Regions from separate parts of the Triticum aestivum genome. Here region 2 is linked to region 1. A link is a contact called in public Hi-C data. All regions are on one chromosome and are shown on one strand. The core of a region is the stretch at or near the end of the contact, and the rest is flanking DNA. Distances in the headings are between cores, read along the strand shown. Region 1 has its middle 96 kb from the start of LOC123061281. Region 2 overlaps LOC123061283.

What was found. A called contact is a pair of places that touch in the nucleus more often than the background predicts.
Region 2: a contact with region 1 is called in a Hi-C map of leaf, with 4 times the contacts expected there. The contact joins two enhancer-like sites. A contact is called at or near these places in 3 of 5 Hi-C or Micro-C datasets (all in leaf) and 1 of 1 datasets of contacts at active chromatin or transcription factors (leaf).

The regions. Positions count from the first base shown.
Region 1 is chr3A:352,112,677-352,118,498 of IWGSC CS RefSeq v2.1, reverse strand. No RefSeq gene overlaps it. Among protein-coding and RNA genes, the nearest start is that of LOC123061281, 96 kb to the left of the region's middle. Within about 2 kb of position 3,063, at least 8 of the 8 cell types and tissues checked have an H3K27ac peak or open chromatin away from gene starts, as enhancers often do. A contact at or near this core is called in leaf, where this site is marked.
Region 2 is chr3A:352,570,819-352,576,753 of IWGSC CS RefSeq v2.1, reverse strand. LOC123061283 reads left to right here. Exons shown (of 8, transcript XM_044484309.1): 5 at 362-458; 6 at 555-590; 7 at 689-813; 8 at 1,575-5,092. The coding sequence ends at 1,683. Among protein-coding and RNA genes, the nearest start is that of LOC123061283, 19 kb to the left of the region's middle. Within about 2 kb of position 4,028, at least 8 of the 8 cell types and tissues checked have an H3K27ac peak or open chromatin away from gene starts, as enhancers often do. A contact at or near this core is called in leaf, where this site is marked.

The DNA.
Region 1 (5,822 bases), core at 1,814-4,313:
TATACAACGTTACAATATACACATGTAAATACAGTCTAACATGTATCATATATTCATTTGTTTAACCTACATTAAGGATCTCGTGTTGCTGGCTTCCTGCTAGATAGGATCCAGACCATTCCAACTCAATCTACTCTGTTCTTCTACAATATACCCAAGCCCCTATTTTTGGGGCCGTTTTCGCTCTAAGATTTATCCACTTGTATGAAAATAACCTCTGGGTAAGTTTGTACATGGCACGTGTATTATTTTGATAAATGACTGTACAAATGCTTGGTGTATTCAGGGTTTCGTTTCAAGTTTTTTGAACGTGCTTGACGGTTGTGTTGGTTGGTTTAGCTCTTTTTTTGTCTGTAAGGTCGAGTTTGTCCCTGGAGCGGCCGTTCTACCTCGATGCTTTCCTTGATTTCTATTCGTCATTGCGTTCTGCTTCTGTCGCTGTCGCCGCTGTTGGCCCAGTTGTTGTGTCTCTTTCTGTTGTCCATTGGGTCTCGTGCGTGCTGCTGTTGGCCCGGTTGCTGTTGTTTTGGTACGCTTTCTTTCTGACAGAGTGGTGCCGCCTTACATCTCTCGGCCGCTTCATCTAGATGGTGCTGACGCTGCCGCTTTCGACATTGCTTCTGGAGTCTGCCATCCCTTTTGATTAGGCAGCTTGCCGCTCGCCGCTTGCCACCGTCCTAGCGGTCTATCGGATCACTATATAAGCAGGCCCCGGTTTCGCCCATGCACATGAGGCTGCAGCTGCAGAGGGACAGCTCCGCAGAGCCGATACCATGAGGCGCACCGGGGGAGCTGCCTCCGCCTCGCCGCCCAGCGCATCCTCCCCTCCGGCCGCTCCGATCCCCTCGCCGTCCAGCTCCAGCCCAACCCCGAGAGCGCTGGCGTCAATCGGCCCCGCCGGCATGGCCATATTCACACCGCAGCTTCCTTGCATCCTGTGCGTCGTCGACCTCTCCTCGGAAATCTACAACATCGATGGCAGGGACGCACCGCCGCTGCCTAAGGTCGTCCCTGCGTGCGCCACCCACACCCCGCGTGTAACGGCCGGGGCCTTCGCCGGCCACGGCAGTCTCCGCGCCCCGGCCTGGCTCGCCATGCACTGTCTCCCCCTACGACCTGAGGGTATGGTGCGTACGAGGTTGGGATGGCTCCAATGTTCTTCATCGACGTCCACGGCTCCACGAGATGACGAGACCAACCAGCAGAAGCAGGCATCCATGGAGGGATTGAGCCGAGAGCGCTGCCTTTGTCGCTCTCTGGCTCTCCTGCCAATCTCCGCTATCCGGTGCCACTGTCTGACCCTCGGCATCAGCAGGCTCTCTTTCCCTCCTCCGTTCTGTACAAAAAAAAAATGACAGTAAGTAATCCTTGCCTCTCCGTTCTCTTTTCTACAATTCAGTTAACTCTTATGATGTTAAGGAAGTGAGGAACATATTATGGGGTATTGCCGGTTGGTCAATTGTTTTAATCAGATGCTGGTTTGCAAGTCTGCCATATGTATACGAGTACGAGTATCAGCAATGGATGTTAGTGAATTTGAAGGCTATGAGATACTAGAAAACTAAGGAGCTAATTGAAATCAGAATCACACCTTAACATGATGCACACCATACTGATGATAAATTTGTTTCGTTGCAGCAGCTGCTGGGGTTGTGGATTTTTTTCTGAGCGGATTGTGGATCTTATTATAGATTCAGCACTTGGAAGCTGAAGTAACACTACAGAAGTTCTCTACTTAAGTTTTGCTACTCCTTTACTCTTTCTAATGCCCTTCCATCTGGAGCAGTGCAATTTATTCAGTACACGACTTGTCATCTTCTCCCTACGTAAATCTTCAGCCTGGCCATTCTATTTTTGAAATGAGTTACAGTATCATGGACTTGCATATTTAACCCCATCGGTAACATGTTGGATTATGGGATTTTGCTTGCCTTCTGCGAGCAAACTTCAGATGAAAAGCAGCCACAAAATGCATCAGATTGTTGATGGAGATTGTACTGAAGAGGTAATATGTTAGAACTTCAAATATACATATTGTTGTGGTCTTGATTATCATGGGCCATATGTTAATTTTCCCCAGTTTTCTGTTTTGATTTCTCTTGCTCAAGGGTCGAGAGCTGAACACATGACGTTGTTTGCAGATATGGTTTGCATGATCAACTTTCACTGTATAAGAGCATGCTTATGGACGATCTAGATTCAGGTTGTGAAGCAGGAGTACTCAAAGTGCTAAGTAAGTTACTGAAACAATACCATGTGTTTGGCACTTTCTCTAATAAGCACCCTTCTTTTCCAGGCGAAGTTGATGAAGAAATGGAAAGAGAAGACTTATCCATACAGGAAAAATTGGATATGGAGCTGCAAGATCTAAATAAAGGACTTCAGCAAAAGGAGTTGCTATTTTCCTTTCATTATGATTGTAATTGTTCATATACGAATTTAAAACTTATCTGGCTCGACCTGGACACTTTGTTCACATGTACTAAATAATCTTTCATTCTTCCATCCATAGTAAACTCATGTTCAAAGATAACCACACTTTTGCCCATCATAACCTAGATCAGATTTCCATATCCTCAATGTGCAGGGTGGTTCATGCCCAGCTTCTGCTCGAGGTGCAGCAATAGATGCAGCTTTTTTTCTTTTTTTTTTGAGAAGGAGGTGCATCTTTTTAGAAGAAGGAGCAATAGATGCAGCTGCATCAACAACGGCAATTTGTGGTGATTCATTCGCAGTTCATCTTCTAGACCATGCCCCGGACGCCAGTCACCTTACTTATAGTCTATACAAGGTCTTCCGTCCGGTTGCCACTGCTGAGCCTCTCCATATTGCAAATTTATGTGGCCAAGCACCTTTGGTGTGGTCGCCACGGCTGAGCCCTCATTAAGGACAGTATAACTGCACTTAATCCTTGCCCTCACAGCGATTTGGATTTTTGGTCGTCCGTTTTATTGATCTGGGAGTTTCTGGCCGTCAGATTTCGTGTTTAAGGCAGTCTGTTTCGCAATCTGTGTAAACTGGGCCAGCTGTCCTGTGGGCTGCTACTCCACCGGCCGAAACAGACTCCTCTGATGCATTGGGCCTTTGGCGGGCCGGCAGCCCATTGGAAGGAGGGAGGCCTACGAGCGACCGCGTCAGCTCCATTTACTCGCGAACCCAATCGCTAAGAAAAAAAATGCTCGCGAACCCTCATCGAGTCCCGACCGAGGCCGAGGGGAACGGGACCGCATCGATTCCACTCCGGAATCAAGCCGCAGAGAGGGGCAGCCGGTTCCATCCAGTGAAGACCGCCGGGGTGCGTCGGTTAACCTGAGGTCAGGGATGGGATCGAGTCCATCCAGTCGATCGCAGCGACCGGAGGAGCGGGATCCAGGTCAAGCTGAGTCCATCCGGTCGATCCCAGCGACCGGAGGAGCGGGATCCGCGTCGAGCCGATCCAATCCAGCGCGTTGTAGAGGTGTGCTACGGAGTCAAGGTGCGGGGGAGGGAGATAATGGCAGACGCCTCGCGTACTGGTAACTTCTCTCCTCTCCTTCAAGAATATTGATTCAGAGATTAATCACCCATAAATAGCAGTCGATGGTCCGGCCATTGATTACTGGTCAGTTACATATGGCGACTCATATTCTACATCTACATTCAATTAACGCATGCCATATAACCCCGACTTGCCGATGCTCCTTTCCCACTCTCCCCACTCTTGCAAACCAATCTCCAGCAGCGATGGGTGATGTTCAGGTCTCCAATTCGTTCCAATTGTCTCTCCTTCATGCATCTCCTCTTCCCCCAATTCTTCCTTCATTTTTAGAATTTGTTTGGGTTTATTGATATTGTTCTTTGTGCTCACAAAAAATGCAGGTGTTTTGCTGATTCTGTTGCATTAGAAAGTTTAGGCATTAACCATCTGGAAGGTGATGCACTACTTTCTATGTTCCCAATTTTTCATTTGAAGTTCCCTGCCGCACTAGCTGCAGTGCTTCTGTTGAGGCTTGCCAAATAATGCTTAATTGAACAAGTAGAAAGTGCAAGGGGCTACCAATAGTTGTATGTGTAGTCCATCTCTTTTTTACTTCTTGAAAGATTTTGTAGTTATCTTTAGCTGGTGAAACACACGTGCACTCATTCAAACTAATTATATCAATCTCTTGACTTCTGAATGCATAGATGCTGGTACAACTAAACCTGATGTCAAAGCAAATGGCAGGTAACTGTTCAGTTCATGTTCACACCCAGAGGATAATGGCTGTGTGCATCCTAGTTATGTAGAGGCCGGGTGTTACTCATAATGTTTTGTATCCGCTTAATGCTACATTTGAGATAATAAAATTGCCCTTTATCAAAAATGAAAAATGAGAAGTACACTTCCATTATTTTTGAAAACAATATCCTGTCTTGATTTATACGATCTCATCTACCTCATTATTCTTTGATGGCAGGTCAGGAAGACCGTCTTACTTTGATCCTTGGGCAGTGTGACTGATCGGTAGATCAACATCAAAGTTTTGATGATCTATGATTGTTTACGTGTTCAAGGTCTTGTGTAGTTGTCTGCTTGATCTGGTAGTATGACACATAAAATATTAAGGCATGTGAAATGTTTGATAGTCACTTGAAGCTGATTTTGCGTAAAGTCAAGAGTGACCTTTTGTTTTATGAGTTTTCAAAGGAGTCTGTTATAATTTATATAATTATTATTTTTATTTGACTTGTCTCTGAATTCTAATATTCACTTACTAAATTGAACCACAAAGTAATGCGTACTAACTTGCTTATACAATATTCACCCAAAACTAATTTTAAAAAATGACTTACACTAACATATATTTTACTAATTACCCATCATTTTAGACGGATGCGGCAACGCGCGTCTTTGATGATCTAGTATGGTATATGGCCAAGTTTGGTTCTGGTTCGAGAGAAAAGAAGTGCTCTTAATTAAGGTAATGGTGTCTTCCAAGAGGGGAACAGGCGAGTGCATAAGCTAGATAGAGACATGTTAATAACAATAGGAATCAAAAAGATCAATTGGAATATAATCCACAAGTTGGTGCCCTGATGAAGAAATTATTGTAAGTTAAGGAGATGCATTAGATGTTGACCATTAAGGGCTTAAGGCCAACAGTAGGACATCAGATTTGGCAGTGGTTCAACACTGATTTGCTTTTGGTGTTTGTTTTTCACTGTTAGCTATTCACAAACGCAAGATCGTACTTCATACAGAAGCTCTTCTATAATATGTAGGCTTAGCTGATTCTCTGGTTCAGATGAAGCTTTTTTAGAATATGCAGGCTTAGCTGATTCAGAGAGAAATGAGATATGAGGTGCACCTTTACAATAAGCTTGCTTTAATCCTGTGAACTTTTTATCCGTTTCTTTGGACCTCCATGCTAAACCTGCTACTGACGTACCATTGTGAACGTTTTCTCCGTTTTTTGGACGTTCATGCTAAACCTGCTACTTACGTAGCATTGTAATCAGGGACCTGCTACTGATGTAGAATTGTAATCAGTGATCTGAAGTGTGATCCTTGATCCATCTGGTTATTCCTGATACAATGGTAAAACCTATTAGGTCACATTTCATATTTTGTAGCTTTATATTTTTACATAGAGCTGTACACTATAAAAACCTCTACAAGCTTGAATATGAGAAACAGGTTGGTGTGGACGCGGCAAAATTGTTGTAAGCCCCATATTGCACACATACCATTCTTGTCTTAAATCCAAATTAGTCAAAGAAGAAAATAAAATGGCAACCCAACGTTACTATCATGCAACACATTTCATCATATGACTCATTAAAGGGCGCGGCGTGCCGCCGCG
Region 2 (5,935 bases), core at 2,779-5,278, 460 kb before region 1:
TGGAAATGGAAAATAGTTCTCTCTCAGCTGGTCTCGCCACAGTGACAAGAAAAACAAGCGAATAATTGGATTAGAACACAACCGTCAACCAAAATCGGGTAGGGTGTATTTATTATAAAAGAAAGCCTTGCCTCACTGTAGATCCATACACGCCTTGATTATTCTAACATACTACAACAGTGAAGAGTTATATAGAAGATATAGTGTTTCTGTATGGGTTACCAGATAGCATAGGGTTGATATGGGCGCAACATGATCAGTTATTATTTCTACAAAATTCTGATAGGTTCATGATTTTGCATTACATATGTTTTCCTTTCATGACAATCAATGTTCTTTATTTCTCCTTTTTTTTACATAGTTCCGAAGTTTGTGAGAAGATCAGAGTAGAAGATGGCCGAGAGCTGCTTGTAAATGTACTGAAGGATTCAGATACCCCAGTAGAACAATTGGAGAAGGTCACAACTCAGAACCTTTAATATTATCAGTTTAACTTTTAAAATTCCAGTGTAATATTGCCATTATCACGTACTAACTTGGCAGTTATGATTCAGATAATCCATATACTTTCTCGAATACTTGATATGGAGGTCAGCATGATTACTGCGGTTAGTTAGGCTTCTTAATATGTCAAGTGTACTTTATTGTGTTTCAACGAACCTGAATTACAATATTTCAAATTTATCAGCCTGATTACTATGCTAGTACTGGGTCTGAGGATATAGCGGACGATGAGAAGTGCAGTCAAGGTAATGTAGATGGTGAGCTCAATGGAACGTCCCAAAATTTATTGAAACAAGACGAGTTGGATAGGTTCGTTCAAGCCTTGTTAGATTCCTGAATATCATTTACTTCAGTGAAGTTCACAAAAACAAATTGTCACTTTTTGCCATCTCTATCTGTAAGCAAGTGATGTTTTAGCTTCATGCACACATGAAGTTTCTCTATAGGATCCTCATATTAAATCTGTCAATGATACTCCTAACAATTGAGGTTAAGCACTGGGGTCTCTGAAATCACAAATGAAATGGACTACCTAAGCTTTTCTACTAATTAATGCCTTTATTATTACCCCGTACACATTACTTCATCGCTCAATATCATTTCAGCACTCCTATTCAATACACAGTAGTGATTTGGGTTTATCGACAGAAAGATAATAATTCTTGGTACTGTATCACATTTAACTGGGACAGGAGTAAAAGAATATTATTTTGATGGGAGTTGTACTTTTGCTGGTGAAGAAGTCTTCTCCTTGGAAAAGCTTGAATCCATGTCATAGCAAGCTGTTTACAAGAACTAGGAGCAAGAGTTATATCATTTTATACTTTTCATACTTGCATACTGTAGAATAATTACATTTGTAGATTGAATCCATGAAGTTGATACTAGTTTAATGACAGATTCTGTAGCCATGTTCTCCGCTGAAGCTAATGTAATACACTAAATCGTCTGTAATTATTTCTCCAGAAAGTCCGTACAGAGAATTGATTATATCTTCTGTGGTGGACCTGCTGATGTGTTTTATTACCTGGATTAATGCTATTAACACCGGTTACTGATGATTGTAACAGTTGTAGCGATTCAATCTTTGACCTTGATGTCATCTCACGCTTAATCAAAGTTCTTAAGAATCATCTCCAAGCCTGCAAGAAAAATGTGCTACTCTCCTGGAGCATTTAGCAGCTTGTGAGCAACATGGCACTGCAATGACTGCTGCCCGATCTGAGTCAGTAATTGAAGCTGTTCTAGAAATGGGGGTTATTCATGGTAATTAGTTTGATTCATTTATGCATAAACATTATAGATGCAAATGCAGACTTAACTTCTTGACTTATTTTGTAACCATCCACCAAATAGATCGAGTTTTGAATTTGGTTACTTCCACTCTGAATAAGTTCGTGAGTTTTACAGGAGCAAATGAATAAGGCCATTCGGTACATACTACAGTACATAATCATCGTGCACTTTCGAGAAAACGCAGGGGACTCATTGGGTAAGAAATTAGGGAGTCGATCCTAGCGCTCCCCTTCTCTCCCCCTAGCGCCCCCCCCCCCCCTCGCCGGCGGCCACTCCGGCCCCGGCGACCACCAAACCCACGCCGGCGCCTGCTCCGGGGCCGACGTCCACCTCTTCCTCCTCGCCGGTGGGCACTCCGGTCCCCGGCGTCCACCTCCTCGCACTAGCTCGTTCCTCGGTGCCGTTCGCCATGGCATCTCGGGTGTCCCTCTCGGCGTCCTCCTCCGGCTCCTTGCCCCTCTCCCCTCCGCCGCCGCCGCCTCCTAGGCCGGTCTTGCTCATTGGTCGTTGTGCCCGACGTGGTGGGCACGACGCGTGGTCCAATCATGTGGACCGAGGCTGCAACCCCCTCCCCCCTTCCTCTGGCGGTGGGCGAGGCGCCCTGGCAGACGCAGGCCGGCGTCGGGCGGTAGCCCCACAGGCGCGCTCCCTGACCAGGCCGGTGCGCCGCTCCCCTCCGGGCAGGTGGCCCAACATCCTGCCGTCGTCGCGGCCGTCGAGGGGCCGGATCCTGGCGAAGCTTGTTGGCTGCTGCTACAATTGCGGGAGCGACAAGCACATCTCGGCCATGTGCACTAACCCGCCGGTCTGCGTGCGCTGTGACGGGGAGGGCCACATCTCGCGGGATTGCACGCGTCCGCGCCCCCGCCCCCGCAGTTCGTCTCCGGTGGATCCTCCGCGACTTCCGCCGGCTCTCCGTCATGGCCACGCCCCGCCGTCGTCTGGGGCGGCACGCACTCTGTCCCCGCCGCTTCCGCCTCCCCCTCCCGGGCCGCCGCCGGCGGGCGCAGTTCGGATCGGTGTTCCGTGGAGTCGGGTGGTCAGCGCTGGGTCGGTGGGCAGCATGGTGGTGCCCGGGCCGGCTTTCTCGGTTCCGTTCGAGCCGGTGGTTGCGGGTGAGGCGTCGCCCCCCATGGTGGATGATCAGGTGGATGTGTGCTTCCTGGAGTCGGGCCCCGACCTCCGGGCGCTCGAGAAGGAGCTCTCTCGGGCCGTGGTGGTGACCGTAGTTGGTGATCGAGACGCGGCGGATCTGGCTGCGGTGGCTGGAGTTCTTGTGCAGGAGTTTGAGCTAGCCTGGCTGGACATGTCCATTCGAGCATATTTCCCTGAGGATTTTCCTTGTGTTGTGCCGTTCGTCGGAGATCAGGAGCAGGTTGCTCAGGCGTGGGCGGGCTGGCACGCACCAGTTTGATCTCCTGCTCGCGCCCTGGTCTCGCCACTCGCACGCCACGGCCATCTCCATGCCGTTCCTGGTGCCGCTGGTGCTGCGGGGCATTCCGGCGAATGCGTGGACTCGGCGCACGGCGGAGGTTCTTCTGCATGGCCTGGGGGTGGTGGTCAAGGTCGGGGCATCGACCGCGGAGCGGAGCGACATGGCGGGGTTCCTGGTCTGGCTACGCACGGACGACCCAACTCGTGTCCCCTTCAGGCGGATCCTTGCCGTCGAGGAGCCGAACAGGCGGAGCAGAGTTGCTGTGCAGGTGGATGGTGGTTCTGATGCCCTGTGGTACCCGATTGGCATTCGGCTGGTGGCTGAGCCGATTCACCTTGGGCGGCAGGCCGGGACGCCAACGCCGCCGCCGTCGCCCCCTCCCCAGCCATCTGCTGGCCACGGCGGCGGTGGCTCGCGCGCCGATGACTTGGGCGGGCCTCCGCCGCCGCCGCCTTCGCCGCCTCGCCGGGCAGATTCCTCGTCGGCGTCGGCCCCTTCGCCTGGCAGAAACCGGGCTGTTCAAACCCAGGGCGGCCAGCGGGCCATTCAAACCCAGGCTGGTCAGCGTGAGCTGGCGGGAGATGTCACGCCGCTATCCGAGCGCAGGGAGGACCCTGATCCTGTCGGTTGCCAGGGTACGTAAAGCGTGGTGGGCCGAGGCACGGTGCAACGTGTCATGCAAGCAGAGGCCAGCAGGGCTGTCTCCCCGTTGGAAAGCAGAGTGGGGGCGCTGGTTGGGTAGCCGGTTCAGTGGACGGGCCGCAGATCAGCGCATCAGGATCGCCAGGTTCGGTGAACCAAGTGAGGGGAAGTCCGAGGCCGCAACAGACAGAGGGCGAGACTGACAGAGCAGTGTTGATAGAACCTGCGGTGGCGGGACCGGAGCCCATGCAATCAGTCAGGATTGGCGGATGGGAGGTACAAGTGGACCAGAGCGAATCTCGCGACGCCCATGGCTCCGATTGGCGTGCGGATCTCACCACGCCCTAAGTGGATGGACCTGAGTTGGACAACAGCCTGTTAGGCAGCCCGCGTGGCATGGGGACCCCGCTGGGCCCCACCCTGCATGCGGATGGGACGCGCCCATGCACGTCGAAGGAAGGCTGGTTTCTGGTAAGCCTGTCGCAGGTAGATGGTGAAACGGATCCGGGGTGACCGCAGGGACACTCCCAGGGGCAGGTGGGGACGCCACTCCAGCAGGCACATACACATATGGCCCCCTCCCAGGCCCGTCTCCGCACCGCAGGAGCAAGTGGCGCAGTTATGCTCGGAGCTGCGTAAAGCGCTCTCACCTTTGCTAACCCAGCCTACATCCAGAGAGCTACCTAAACAGCAGAGGAGGCCACGGCAGAAGCGACCAACGGTGACCTCGCCGCGCCGGTGTGTGAGGCTGGCAAAGGGTGGGAGGGGCTCCAAGGCTTCAAAGCAACAGGCGGTGTTGATCCGGAAGCTTTGCCTAGCCAATGAAGGGAACCAGATCGATGATGACGCACTGCAAGCCTACGTCAAATTGTTCGATAAGCCGTTGCTTGACTGCCATGTGAGGGCGATCTGGGCACTGTTTGGGTGGGATGCTTCGGTGCTGCCCTTGCAGTGCGAGGAGGCAGGAGGGGCCGAGGGCCAGTAGTACGAGCCTGTGTGGCACGTGGTTCGATGGGCACTCTCCATGACTTCAAACCTGCCTAAAATACTCGTGTGGAACGTGCGAGGACTCAATTCGCCGGCTAGAAGGAATGCGGTGTACCAAGTAGTTGTGGCTGCAAATGTGAGCATTGTATGCCTCCAAGAAACCAAAATGGAGTCCATCTCCATTAATGTGGTTAGACATTGCCTGGATAATAAATTCGAGCATTTTTACTATGTGCCTGCGGTGGGCACACGCGGTGGTATCTTGATCGCTTGGGACAGCCTAGTGGTCTCACTCTCAAACAGGCACGTAACGGCGAACACGCTCACGGCTCTAGTCTCGCAGGAAGGGAAACCACATTGGTGGCTAACCGGGGTGTATGGCCCTCAGAGTGATGTGGCCAAAGTAGATTTCATGACGGAGTTGAGGGATATACGGGATCTTCACGTTGGGCCTTGGGTGCTGCTGGGAGATTTTAACCTTTTAATCTCCATGGACGACAAGAACAAGCCTACCACGAACAGAAGGATGATGGCGAGGTTCCGCGCTCTGATAAATAGGCTTGAACTAAAGGAACAATACCTGAATGGAAGAAGATACACTTGGAGTAACGAACAAAGAGACCTGACACTCGAGAAGAGCGACCATGTGTTTGTCACCAACACATGGGAAGACGTATATCCAAACAGCTTGCTCACTGCTCTGGGCTCATCAGTGTCAGATCATTGCCCTCTTCTACTGGATACGGATGCTGAATTCCATCTAGGCAAGCGTGCTTCTGGCCCAAGGTGGAAGGGTTTTTGGACATGGTCCAGGAGGCATGGGACTCGATTCAGTCGGTGGGGAATCCGTTTACTGTGCGGGACAATAAGCTACACGCCACTGCAAAGGCACTGCAATCATGGAGCGACAGGTGGATTGGAAAAAACTCGCCTGCAAATAGCCTTAGCCATGGAGGTCATTGCTAGACTAGATGCCGCCTCGGATAAGAGGCCGTTGGAGGATCAGGAACACGGTCTTCGCAAGCTGCTCATAAGGAAATTGTTAGGGCTGTGCTCGCTGGAGAGGACCAT